Regions from separate parts of the Triticum aestivum genome. Here region 1 is linked to region 2. Evidence: chromatin contacts called from public Hi-C data. All regions are on one chromosome and are shown on one strand. Each heading gives the region's core, a stretch centred on a gene start, on an enhancer-like site or on the middle of the called end of the contact. The rest is flanking DNA. Distances are from core to core; before and after follow the strand shown.

What was found. Hi-C and Micro-C count contacts between places; a contact is called where the count stands out from the background.
Region 1: a Hi-C map of leaf shows a contact between it and region 2, with 3 times the contacts expected there. The contact joins two enhancer-like sites. A contact is called at or near these places in 2 of 5 Hi-C or Micro-C datasets (both in leaf).

The regions. Positions count from the first base shown.
Region 1 is chr5B:619,477,045-619,483,169 of IWGSC CS RefSeq v2.1, reverse strand. No RefSeq gene overlaps it. Among protein-coding and RNA genes, the nearest start is that of LOC123113677, 16 kb to the right of the region's middle. Within about 2 kb of position 3,224, at least 3 of the 8 cell types and tissues checked have an H3K27ac peak or open chromatin away from gene starts, as enhancers often do. A contact at or near this core is called in leaf, where this site is marked.
Region 2 is chr5B:619,247,268-619,252,899 of IWGSC CS RefSeq v2.1, reverse strand. No RefSeq gene overlaps it. Among protein-coding and RNA genes, the nearest start is that of LOC123113676, 170 kb to the right of the region's middle. Within about 2 kb of position 2,704, at least 3 of the 8 cell types and tissues checked have an H3K27ac peak or open chromatin away from gene starts, as enhancers often do. A contact at or near this core is called in leaf, where this site is marked.

The DNA of each region.
Region 1 (6,125 bases), core at 1,975-4,474, 230 kb before region 2:
AATCAATTATCCTTACTGTATCCTTCTTTTCTTGATCAACCATTTCCTCTAAGTTTTCTTATGGTTGGAATTGGATAGGGTTGGTTTAGGTGGTGGCCCTAGTGCCCTACGGAAGCTCGAGAGACATTTGTGCAAGATGTTTCAATTTTTCAACTACAGTTTCAAAAATATTTTTCTATCACCGGTCGTCGGATTATATCTAGAGAGTGGTAGGGCAACCTACCCGTGTTGTGCTTCATTCTTTCGGTAAAACACATGTTGTACTACAACCGCTTCAAATAAATTAAGCAGTATATTTGGGGAGAACTAAAAAATTCACTTCCTAATTCACGTTCATCGTAAACGCCCATACATTTGTAAATTGTTCAAATAATGAGAAGTTTAATTACTAAATAAAATATATATTATTAGAGTATTTATTCTAGATTCCAAAGAAATTCGGTTGGGTTGATGGTGATCGGAGCTATCGAGCGCAAAGATATTCTCAAAACATTGATGGCTCACAAACCCTAAAATAAATCTCAGCATCAGATTTTGCAACGACCAAAACGAGAGCATCTCTGATCAAATATGGCTAACGTGATGTCCACGGACAAGATCCTGACGCCCATGGCAACCACACTGGTCGTATTCAAAATCTTGAATCAATAATACCTCAAAAAAGGATATCTCAAATCAATGCAAAGGCATGCACGAGATCATTCAATCAATATAGCAGACAACCAATTCAACGATTCAAGATAGGTCAGAATAATCCATGATGAAAAAACAACCCCCAATATCCACCCCAAATGCACGGGCAGGCTGCCCAGTCACTATCCGGACGAAACATTGCCACCCAAGCAGACCTAGCAAATCCGGCCCAAACGCTCAGATTGACCGGTATTCTCCCTACCCGCACCATATCTGGGGCGTATATGGGGACGCCCGCATCCGCATGCAACCTGATTCTGGTGAGTTCAGCCAGCTGCTTACCAATCCTATATTAATGTCATAGTAGTAGCATTTCCTTCTGAGGCATGGATTCTTACTATTGTATAGGATTTGTTCCGATATACAAAACTGTTGACTGTTGTAGAATGCCGGATCCAATCTGGCTGGAACGTATTGCTATTTATAACAGTATTACGTTCCTAGCATTTCTTATTCAGAATAGCTATGCAGGTGGGGTAAAAGATTATTTCTGCGTGTGATCACATCTTATGAACACACATAGCTTCTCTCTGATTGCCCAGTCGCTTGCTTCTTCTGATGTCAATGCCGGTGAGACCAGTGATCTGGGAATAGCTATGTTTCTTCTACATAGTTCAGTCTTGCGAAAAACACAAACGATTTATATCTACGGCTATTGCCAATGAGTCGGGTTTTGGCATACTGCTGAAACACAGCTGCCTTGCCCCTTTGTGTCATCCTCTGTACCTCACCGCCAATGTATGTAGGAGTACTTCTTTATGGTACTTTACATATTATGCAACAGAGGCACTACTATACAATTCATACAGAGATAATTTGTACTATCACCCTGGCCCCGCCCCTATGTTCAGCGCCGCTCCTATTTGGCGCATGGGTCCCTGTGGTAGTGACCTAACGTGTACACCCCCCCCCCCCCCCCCTCCGGGCAAGCGGCTGTCCAGTGTATGTCCCAGGCCATTTGGGAAAATTTCACCTGTTTTGGCAAGGTTCTAGAACCTTCCCTGAACCAGTTTTCCCTTTTTTTGCCTGGTGATTTATTTATTTTTGTTTTTCGTTTTTCTTTTCTTCTTTTCTTTGTTCTTTTAATCTTATTTTTCTTTTTCCATTTTGTCATTTCTTTTTCCTTTGTTCATTTTTTATTTTCTTCTTCTTTTTCATTCCCCTTTTTTATTTTTAGATTTTTCACTTTGGAAACATCTTCCAAATTCATGAACATTCTTTTGAAATCATGAACATCTTTTACAAATTCAAGAAAACAAATTACAACTTCATGAATATTGTTGGAAACTTGTGAACATTTTTTTGACTCAGCGGACAATTTTAGTAATTCACGGATTTTTTTTCCTTTTGACGAACATTTTTCACATTCCTGGACATTTTTTTACTCAGTGAACAATTTTTGAATCGATGAACTGTTTTTTGATATTTGGGAGTATTTTTATAAATTCATGATTTTCTTTATTTTTGTGAACATTTTCCAAAATTTTAATGAACATATCTTGAATTCGCGAACATTTTTCCAGATTCATGAACATTTTCTGAACAAGCAAATGTTTTTTTCAAAGTCATGAATATTTTTTGATTTCCCGGACATTTTCTCTAGACTGTTAACATTTTTTTAATATGCGAGCACTTTTCAAAATAATGAACAAATTCACATTGGAGCAGGTGGAGACAAGTTCACGAGGGGGTGGTGAAGATCCCGAGGCCGAGGACCATGCAGCGATGCCCCCCCCCCCCCCCGTCTCAGGGGGGGGTGAAAACCAACTCCGATGGCGCTGTCGCCCGGAATGGGGATAAGGGTGGGGGTGGTGTGGTAATCCGGGATGATGGTGGTGCTTTCCTAGCTGGAGCTTGCCATTTATTCAACCGCCCTGACGGACCTGAAGCTGCAGAAATCCTCGCGTGTCGGAGAGGCATTCTGCTCGCTGTGGAGACAGGCTTTCAAAAAGTCCATCTAGAGTTGGACTGCCTGCCTGTGGTGCAAATGTTGAATGATCATCAGAAGAGCATGACGGATGTTGATCCGTGGATCGAGGAGATTAAGGAGCTGTTGCACACTCGTGCGGAGTATTGTGTGTCGTGGGTTAGTCGTTCCGCCAATGTTGCTGCTCACAAGTTTGCAAAGGTAGGTGTAGGTGATGGGTTGTGTAAGGTGTGGTTGGGGGCTCCCCCAGACTTTGTTCTTTCTGTAATTGCTGATGACATTTCCAGCTATGCTGGCTAAATAAGAAACAACAATGTTGATCCTCAAAAAAGAAACGAACAACTTTTTAATTCACGGACATTTGATGATTTTCCAACCACTTTTTAAAATCATGCGCATTTTATGATTTCTTGAATTTATTTTTAAGAATTCGCAATTTGTTTGAATTTTGAAACTTTTAAAAATCTTAAACTATTTTTAAAGAAAAAAAACAGAATGAAAAAGCAAGAAGGAAACGAAATGGAAAAACAGGGGAGTCCCACCTGCACATGGGCCAGCCCAAAACCACGTGAGGGTTGGAGCAGGAGGTGCGTGTCTATTCCCCGATCAGCGTGTAGGCCGATGAATAGGGGCCTCTCACCATCACCTATATCTCTTCACCAGCGCGGCAACTATATCTCGCTTAGTGCAAGTGCTCCTTCCGTCTCGTTTATAATGCCCCCACCTGTAGGTGGGCCATATTTGCTATTTTTTTCGTTCGCCGGTTTCAATTGTGTTCGCTGTGTTTGTTCGTTAGGTTGGTCCCCCCCCCCCCCCCCCCCCCCCGGTTTTTTCCTTACTGTTTTTCTTTGTTTTTTGACCATTTCTCTTCATCGTTTCACGGGTCTTATGATTTTATTTGTTCGTTCAAGGATTTCTTTTGTTTTTTCATGATCTTCTTTGTTATTCCTTGGTTTCCACTAGGTTTTTTATGTTCTTTCTTCTTTTCTTCAGTTTTTTGTTTCTTTCTCGAGTTTATTTGGTTTTTCAAGTTTTGGTTTTTCCTTTTTTGGTTTTTTTTCTGTTTTCTGTACAAATTCACCATTTTTCATATACATCGCACACATTTTTCATATACATGTTTAACGTTTCACAATGCGTTATTAATATTATTTTGAAATACATTTTTATGTCCACTTGTTTCATAAATGTATTACATTTTTGGAATATATCTAATACATTTATCCAATACACATTTAACATTTTTCATGTTCAAGTCAAACGTTTTTTTAAACATGGTCACCATTTTTGCTATGCACAATTTTAAAAAAATCAAATGCTTGATTAATATTTTTCAAATACAAGATTAACATCTTTTATTTACACGGTCAACATTTTCTCTATACATATTTACCTTTTTTTAAATGCTTGATTAACATTTTAGTATAACTTTATTTTTTTAATACATGGTCAACATTTTTTCTATACACATTTAGTTTTTCACATGCTTGATTTACATTTTGTTTTCCAAATGCTAGATTAACATGTTTTTAATACATGGTCAATATTTTTACTGTAAACATTAAAAAATTTCAAATACTTGTTTAACTTTTTTTTCAAAAGCTTGATTAAAATTTACACTTTGTAAATACATGTTCAAATTTCACATTATATTTTTTTCTATACATGAGAAACATTTTCTCTATACACATATATCATTTTTCGAATGCTTGACTGACATTTTTTTTCAAATCTTTTGCGTGAAGTGTTTTATGTGATATAGTAACTGAAAGTATAAACAAAAGTAAGAAAATAGTGCAAAAAACGAATACAAAAATGGGAGAAAATAAAAAGCAAAACAATTGAGGTTGTGGCCTCCCATACGCCTGGGCCGGCCCATCTTACACCTCCCATTAGGCGAGTATTTCCCCGAAATCACTGGTTGGGGAGTACTCGTTGCAAAGATCACCCCAATCTCCCCAGGTTGCGACAAGTGGCGCGTTGTATGTGCGCCACTTGTCGTGCGCCACTTGTCGCAACCTGGGAGTTTTCCCTTTTTTAGTAGATTCATTTATTCAAAACGTTTCATCTCTTAAACCGTGCGTCCAAATCTCGAACCGCTTTCACCGTTGGATTCCTCGCGTCGAGATCTTCAAAACTAGATCCCATGTTGATAGGTTTTGACGAATTTTTTTCACGAAAAAAACCAGACAAGAAAACCGAACCGGGAGCACGGGTTTTTTCCCTTTCCCAAAGAGGCACGCCGTGCCTCTCATGAAATCACAACCGTGCCTCTCGCGGAAGCAAAACCGTGACTCTGGCGAAAGAAAAAAAAAAGAGAAAACTCGTTTTTTTTCGTTTCCGAGGAGGCACGGCCGTGACTCTGGCAAAAGCACAATTGTGCCTCTCGCGGAAGCAAAATCGTGACTCTCGTGAAAGCATAATCGTGCCTCTCGCGGAAGCAAAATCGTGACTCTCGCGAAAAAAAATAGAAAACATGTTTTTTTCGTTTCTGAGAGGCACGGCCGTGACTCTCGCGAAAGCACAACCGTACCTCTCGCGGAAGCAAAATCGTGACTCTCGCAAAAAAAATAGAAAACACGTTCTTTTTCATTTCCGTGAGGCATGGCCGTGACTCTCGCGAAAGCACAATCGTGCCTCTCGCGGAAGCAAAACCGTGACTCACGCGAAAGAAAAAAAACAGAAAACATATTTTTTTTTCGTTTTCGAGAGGCACGGCCGTGACTCTCGCTAAAGTACCTCTTCTTTTAGGGTTCCCCAGTGTCGCTGAAAAAATCTTGCTGGAAAGCCGCCGGGCCAGGTGCTTTGAGAGGTCCTATCTGGAAGAGAGTGTTAGTGATTTCCTTAACCGTGAAGGGTGCACACGGTTTTTCATTAATGTCATCTGTCACCTTTGCTTTAAAAAGATGAATAACCTCCATTGGGTCAACATTCGGATCAGCCGTAAATGTATGCTCAAAGTACTCTTGTGCCATATTAATCATAAATTTCTGACCCCGCTGCCACACCCCATGAGAGTCTGTTAACCCCTTGATCCTATTTTTCCTTGCCTTCCAAACAGCTTTACAGTGAAGATAAAAAGATTTATCTGTTCAGAAGAACGGATGGAACGGAAGAATAACGGTTTACTGAGAGAACACTAGGATGTTTTGTATTTATTTTCTTACAATGCGTTTTTTTTTTGCCAGAGTTCTTACAATAAGTTTTACTCAAGCACATGTTTATGAAAAATATCACATCGTGTTTACTGCTTTTAAGTTTGATTTACATATACTTGCACGAATTATGTATTCATTTGCTATTGTGAAACCCATGTGGTCTACGGACCTGGATATATTTTTTACTTTTGGTGTTTTGTGTACCACTTGACAGTTGAGGAATAGATTGGAAATTTTGCTCGCAAAAAAAGGTGCCTTCACAATTTTAAATTTCCTTTGTTTGAAAACCCTGAATTTAGGTCATAAGTTGTTATATGTATGCTTACCGAAGATTTCACTAAATCAAG
Region 2 (5,632 bases), core at 1,455-3,954:
TCTCATTACAAATATATATATATAATCATCATCCATGATAGCACTCTTCTTTCAAACACACCCAAAGGTGATGCATCCATGATCCATGGCACCATGAAACTACACTTTTCTTCGACGTGTTGGTTCTTTCCTCCTACCCAAGAAAAGCTCTTCTCCTCCCGTTGGTGCGGCCACTGGTCCGCCCAATCTTGGATGGCCTCTAGGCCATGGAGGTGTGGAGGATCTCGTCCCCGTGCCGACGGGAGGGACCCTGCTCTCTTTCTTGTTAGGTTCAGTGTCTTGGTTGGTGTTGTATGGCGGCAGCGAGTCCCTTTGTAGGAATAATGCCTCCCACGTTCTATCCCTGCCTCAATGGCGCGACTAGAATCGTCAGAGGGCGTATGGAGGTGTGTCTCCGTCGGATCTCGGGGGATTTGGGCGGTGCTGGTCTTCGGTGGATCTGTTTGTATCCAGTCTTCGTTCGGGTGTTTACAGGTTTGATCCTTCTAATCTACGAGTTTCTTTATCGCGATGGTTGCTACTCTAGTGCGCTGGTCCTATGGGGCCTTAGCACGATGACTTCCCGACTGTCTACTACAACCAGGTTTGCCCAACTCCGGTGAGGGAGGGGCGATCACGGCGGCACGCTCCAGTGCTTGTAGTCGTGACTAGATGGTTCATGGACACGATTGTAATTTTTATTACATCTGTTGTTTTTGTACAATCATGATGGAAGATGTATAGATTGGTAGTTTTTTTTTAAAAAAAACTAGACTTTTCCTCCCTGAGAAAGCATGACACTTTTTAGGACGACGCAAGGGCCGGGGACGCGGGGATTTAGCGGACATGCACCAGCAGAACATAATGCAGCGTGCAGAGCTTTGGCGTTAAGCGACGTGTGTGCAGTGCAGAGCGTACGAGCTTGCTAGGTCAATTAAGGGGAGCTAGCAATCAATAAACGAGGGCCCCGTCTCGAGAGAGCTCACATCAGCTGTTACTTCCGCGGAAAAGCAACAAGGCAGGCAGTGGCGACTGCTCCCCCTTCTCGTCAACAACTATGGCGATTGATGTGTGCTGCTGTCCTCTTCATCTTCAAGGCCGATGTACTACGATGCCACAATGATTGTATTTTCGACATCGACATGCATGGTTTGTTGGGAGACAGAAACCAAATGAAATTATGGTGGATTAACATGGTTTATTAATCTCAGTGGCAGACACCAAATAATACTACAATTGTAAAGTAACACGGTTTATTCCAGAGAGAGAGAGAGAGAGAGAGAGAGAGAGAGAGAGAGAGCTAGGTGATCAAGAGGGTTCGGCTCGTCTGCAGTCGTGAAGTTACTGTACAGGCCGTCATCCGCAACGTTAGCGATGCCTCCTGCCGCCGCCGAAGCTCCATCCACCGCCAGAAACTCCTCCAACATGCACGCCATGATAGACATCTTCATCTGGATGTACGCCAATGCCGTCCTGATGCATATCCTCGGCCTTGCGTGGAACGCCGAACGCCATGCATTCGAAGGGCTCATTTCATACTTCAGTGTCACAATAAATAACCACTCCGTATGGTAGAGAGGGACAAAGGGGCCCAAAAGGTTGGACCCAGTAAGTACTAGCCTCACTACTCACCACTCAATGTACTACCTGAAACCTTCACTTTAGCTAGGTGCAATATTTATCCACTAAAAAAAGGCTGGCTAGGTGCAATATCTTGGCACCGTAAGAAAGCAATGGCTTTGGTGCCATGTGTTTGGACAGATTAAGAAACCAAGTGTGGTGCTTAATTAGTGGTTGATGGAGTAGGGATTTGGGTGGTGGTTGAGAGGTGAACAGGGTTTGCTTGTGTCCAACTTCATCATTTGTGTCGTCCCTCCCTTTTCTCGGTCGTGTCTGAGCGAGCTGGCTGCGAGTGCCTCCCTTTCTTTCCCCAATCTTATCTCAAGATTGACACGGCTACCTAATTCTGTGTTTTTCGTAGTACAATAATAAGCATCTAGCTACAACTTGAAATCTACTCCTAAGTAGGCAGGTAGGGGAGGAGAGACGATCGATCCGCGGGCAGTCTCTTGCATCATTTTGCTAAGTAACCATTTTTAGCATTATGAACGGCGCCATGCACAAAGACCGGTACTTACGGCTCAGAACATCCGTGAAACATGCAAATGCAATGGAATAAAGCTGAAGCAAACTTGCTTGTTGAGGTAACCTTGCTGCATGCGTGCTGAAAGGGGTTGCACCACGGCGCACCTCCGAATGATCTCTCACTTGCACCCAAGAAGCAAAGGTTAAAAGGGACATGTGCACGCAGCATGAGTGAGTGCTTTGCGTCCCTCGCTCCCATTGGGCCGGAGAACCTCCAAATGATGCGCATGCTGCACGCCCCGGCCGAGGGCCGACCCGTGGTGGTTCCCCTCAGAGTCTTTCTGCCTGCCTGCTATGTCCATCTTGAACTTCCTCTGAATATCATCAACAAAATGAGCATCGCGTGATCAGGCGGACTACACATGCGGTGCGAGCGTCCACGTCGTTGCCCTGTGATCGCAGACAGGAAAGGAACTTGAGCTACACCTACACAGGTGAAGTGACAGTGCTGTACATGGAGGCCAACGGGCAAATTTACGTCCGCCGTGACGTCAATTGCGAGTTCGATGTCTCGGAGAGGGACGGTCGGGGAAGCCAGGGCTCCGGCATTGCATGCGCGGCGCGTGACTGGATGACGGCGACCGACACCGTGGGGTTGTGATTGCGAGACGACACTGCACGGCATTGTGCCGCGTCGCTGCTTGCTCTTCTGGCTGGACTCACACTGGAGAGCGACGTGCCCACCACGACCTAGTGTTTTTTTTTCAATCTTGGACGTGTATTCCTTTTTCCGATCGCAACTTTCGTGGGCCTCTCTACCCGGTTAAGGATAAGAAACAATATGGATTGATATCGGGCCATGGGGCGAGCAAAACGAGATTGCAAGATAGGCCGGCAGCAGGGCCATGAAATATCGGGCAGACCTATGTCTTGCTTTTTTTTAAGTCTAAACACACTTTATTAATCAACAATATTTATTTGTGCCTCTTCCTTCGAACTGGCTAATAGTAGATCTAATCTCTCTAAATGTGTGCTAGCATGTGTGCCTTCGTGTTCTTATGAATGCCATCTACCACGACCCGGCAGTCCGACATAGGTTGGTTGTAGCGGGATGTAGGTTGCGCTCGCGTCAGACACCTGCCTAAGAGCATGGTTAATAGTACAACCAACTGATGGCCATATGACATTGTCATGTAATCTATAGCCAATCTTTGTAGCCTTCAAATATAATAGTAAGATACAAAGATGTGCTACTTCATTAATAAATGACCCACCTTTCACTCTCAAATAATGCCTAGGAGCACGTGCTACAGCTGGCTCTTATTCTGTAGTCGGCTGCTCTTCTCTCTCCTCTCCTCTCCTCTCAATGTCAGCAAAAAAAATAATGTTTTAACCCTTACAGTCTGCTTACATAAGCTTATTATACTTGATCTAAATGGGCTGGCCCAGCGCGCCGAGCATTTAAAGAGTTAACCAAGCATTAATTTTTTTAAATGTGTACAGAGAAAACATTTCTCATGTATACGAAAAATGTAAACAATAAATATACAATATACATTTAAAGAGTTGATCATGTATTTCATAAATTTTAAGAAAATATTTGAAAAATGCTAATCATGCATTTGAAAATCTTAAATGTGTATACAAAGATATTTGACGTGTATACCAAAAATATATACAAAACAAATACAATGTGTATGAGAAAATATTTATCATGCATTTTAAAAATGTTAAATGTGTATTAAAAATGGTCCTGGTGTATACAAAAATTACACGGTGTGTCTAAAAAATGTTTATATCCATTAAAAATGTTCGATATGTATTAAAAAATGTTAATCTAGAATTTGAAAAAAATAAACATGTCTATAAAAAATGTACTCCCTCTGTAAAGAAATATAAGAGTGTTTAGATCACTAAAGTTGTGATCTAAATGCACTTACACTTCTTTACGAGGGAGTATTAGATATATACCAATGTGTATGGAAATAATTAGACATAAAATAATTAGTTAAAAATGCTAATCATGTATTTAGAAAATTCTAAACATATATATGAAATATGTTTCTGATGTATAAGAAAAATGTAGAATGTTTACTGAAAAAAATTGACATGTGTTGAACAAAATAGAAACCGGTAAAAATGGACAAATAAACAAAGAAATCAAATAAATCAAAAAAGAGAATGAAAACTGAAGAAAACCAATAAAAATAATGAAAGAGTCAAAACCAGGAAAGAAAAAAACAAAAAGAAAAAGGATGAATACCAACAAAGAAACAAGAAAACTGAAGAACAATAAAGAAAATAGGAATGAAAAGATGAATGTTGACCACGTATATAGAAATGTTCCTAATGTATACAGAAAATGTATATGGTGTGGGAAAAATGTTTATTGTCATTATTATTTTTATCGTGTATTTGAAATATATTAACCAAGTATTCGTAAAAGTGTACAAATCTTGTATTTAAGAAAAGATGTACATAGTTTATTTGAAAAATGTTCAACAATGGTCAACAAAAGTGATTTACCTGTGCACTAAAAATGTCAATTGTATAGAAAAGTAGACATGTGTTGGAAAAAGGTAACCAATAAAAACCAACAAAGAAACAAAGCAAGACAAGGAAAACCAATGAAGGCCAAAATGAAACAAAGATTAAAAAAGAAAGAAAGCAGAAGAAATACCCGTGCAAAAAAAGGAAAAGAAAGAACTAAAAAAACAGAGAAAACTGAAAAAAGCAAAGAAAGATGAAAAAGCCAATAATAATCAAGAAAGGAACAAAAAGTGAAGACAATGAATTTAAATACAAATAAAAACCAAAGAAAACCAATGCACAACATTGCAAACAGTAAAAGCGAGAAAAAAAAGGAAACCAAGAAAAACTAAGAAAAGCAAAGAAAAACAGTAAAGGAAAAAAGAAAAAAAAATCCAAAACCCGAACTATACCAACTAGCGAACCCGAGCGAAACATGAGCGAGCGTCCGAACGTTACAGGGATCTAACACTCACTTAAGATTCTCACTCGATCTAGCCAACGTCCAATACAACTTGGAGACAAACAAGAGGAGGATTTGAGAAGTAGAGCCGAGAGGTGGAGAGGGGATCACCACAGGCGGATGATCTAGGGCTTTGATCTCAACTTAACATCGTTAGCCCACATCGGGCCTTCGTAGCGTGGGTTGCCTGGCGCTCTCTCCTGGCCCGGGTGGGCTTTGCCTGGCCGTTGGGTTGTTGCGGTCCACGTATTTTCCTGTGACAGAATGAGCGAACGAGTGAGCTTAGCTTATGAAAAAAAAAGAAACGGGTCAATGGCTCCTGCGACACCTAGGTGCTCTCTAAATGGTCCAGCCCAAGCGCACAAAGGGCCACAACCTCGTTTTTTCGGGGGGTTTTCACTTTGGTTTCTTTATTTCGTCTATACTTCCAAATACTCTAAATAATATACTACAAAAACACTTTAAATGCAAAATTTTGGAAAATTTTTAAAGCATTTAAAAATGTTAAATGTGTATACAGAAAATGTTTTTCATGTGTATGAAAATGTAAACCAAAAATATACAATGTGTTTGAAA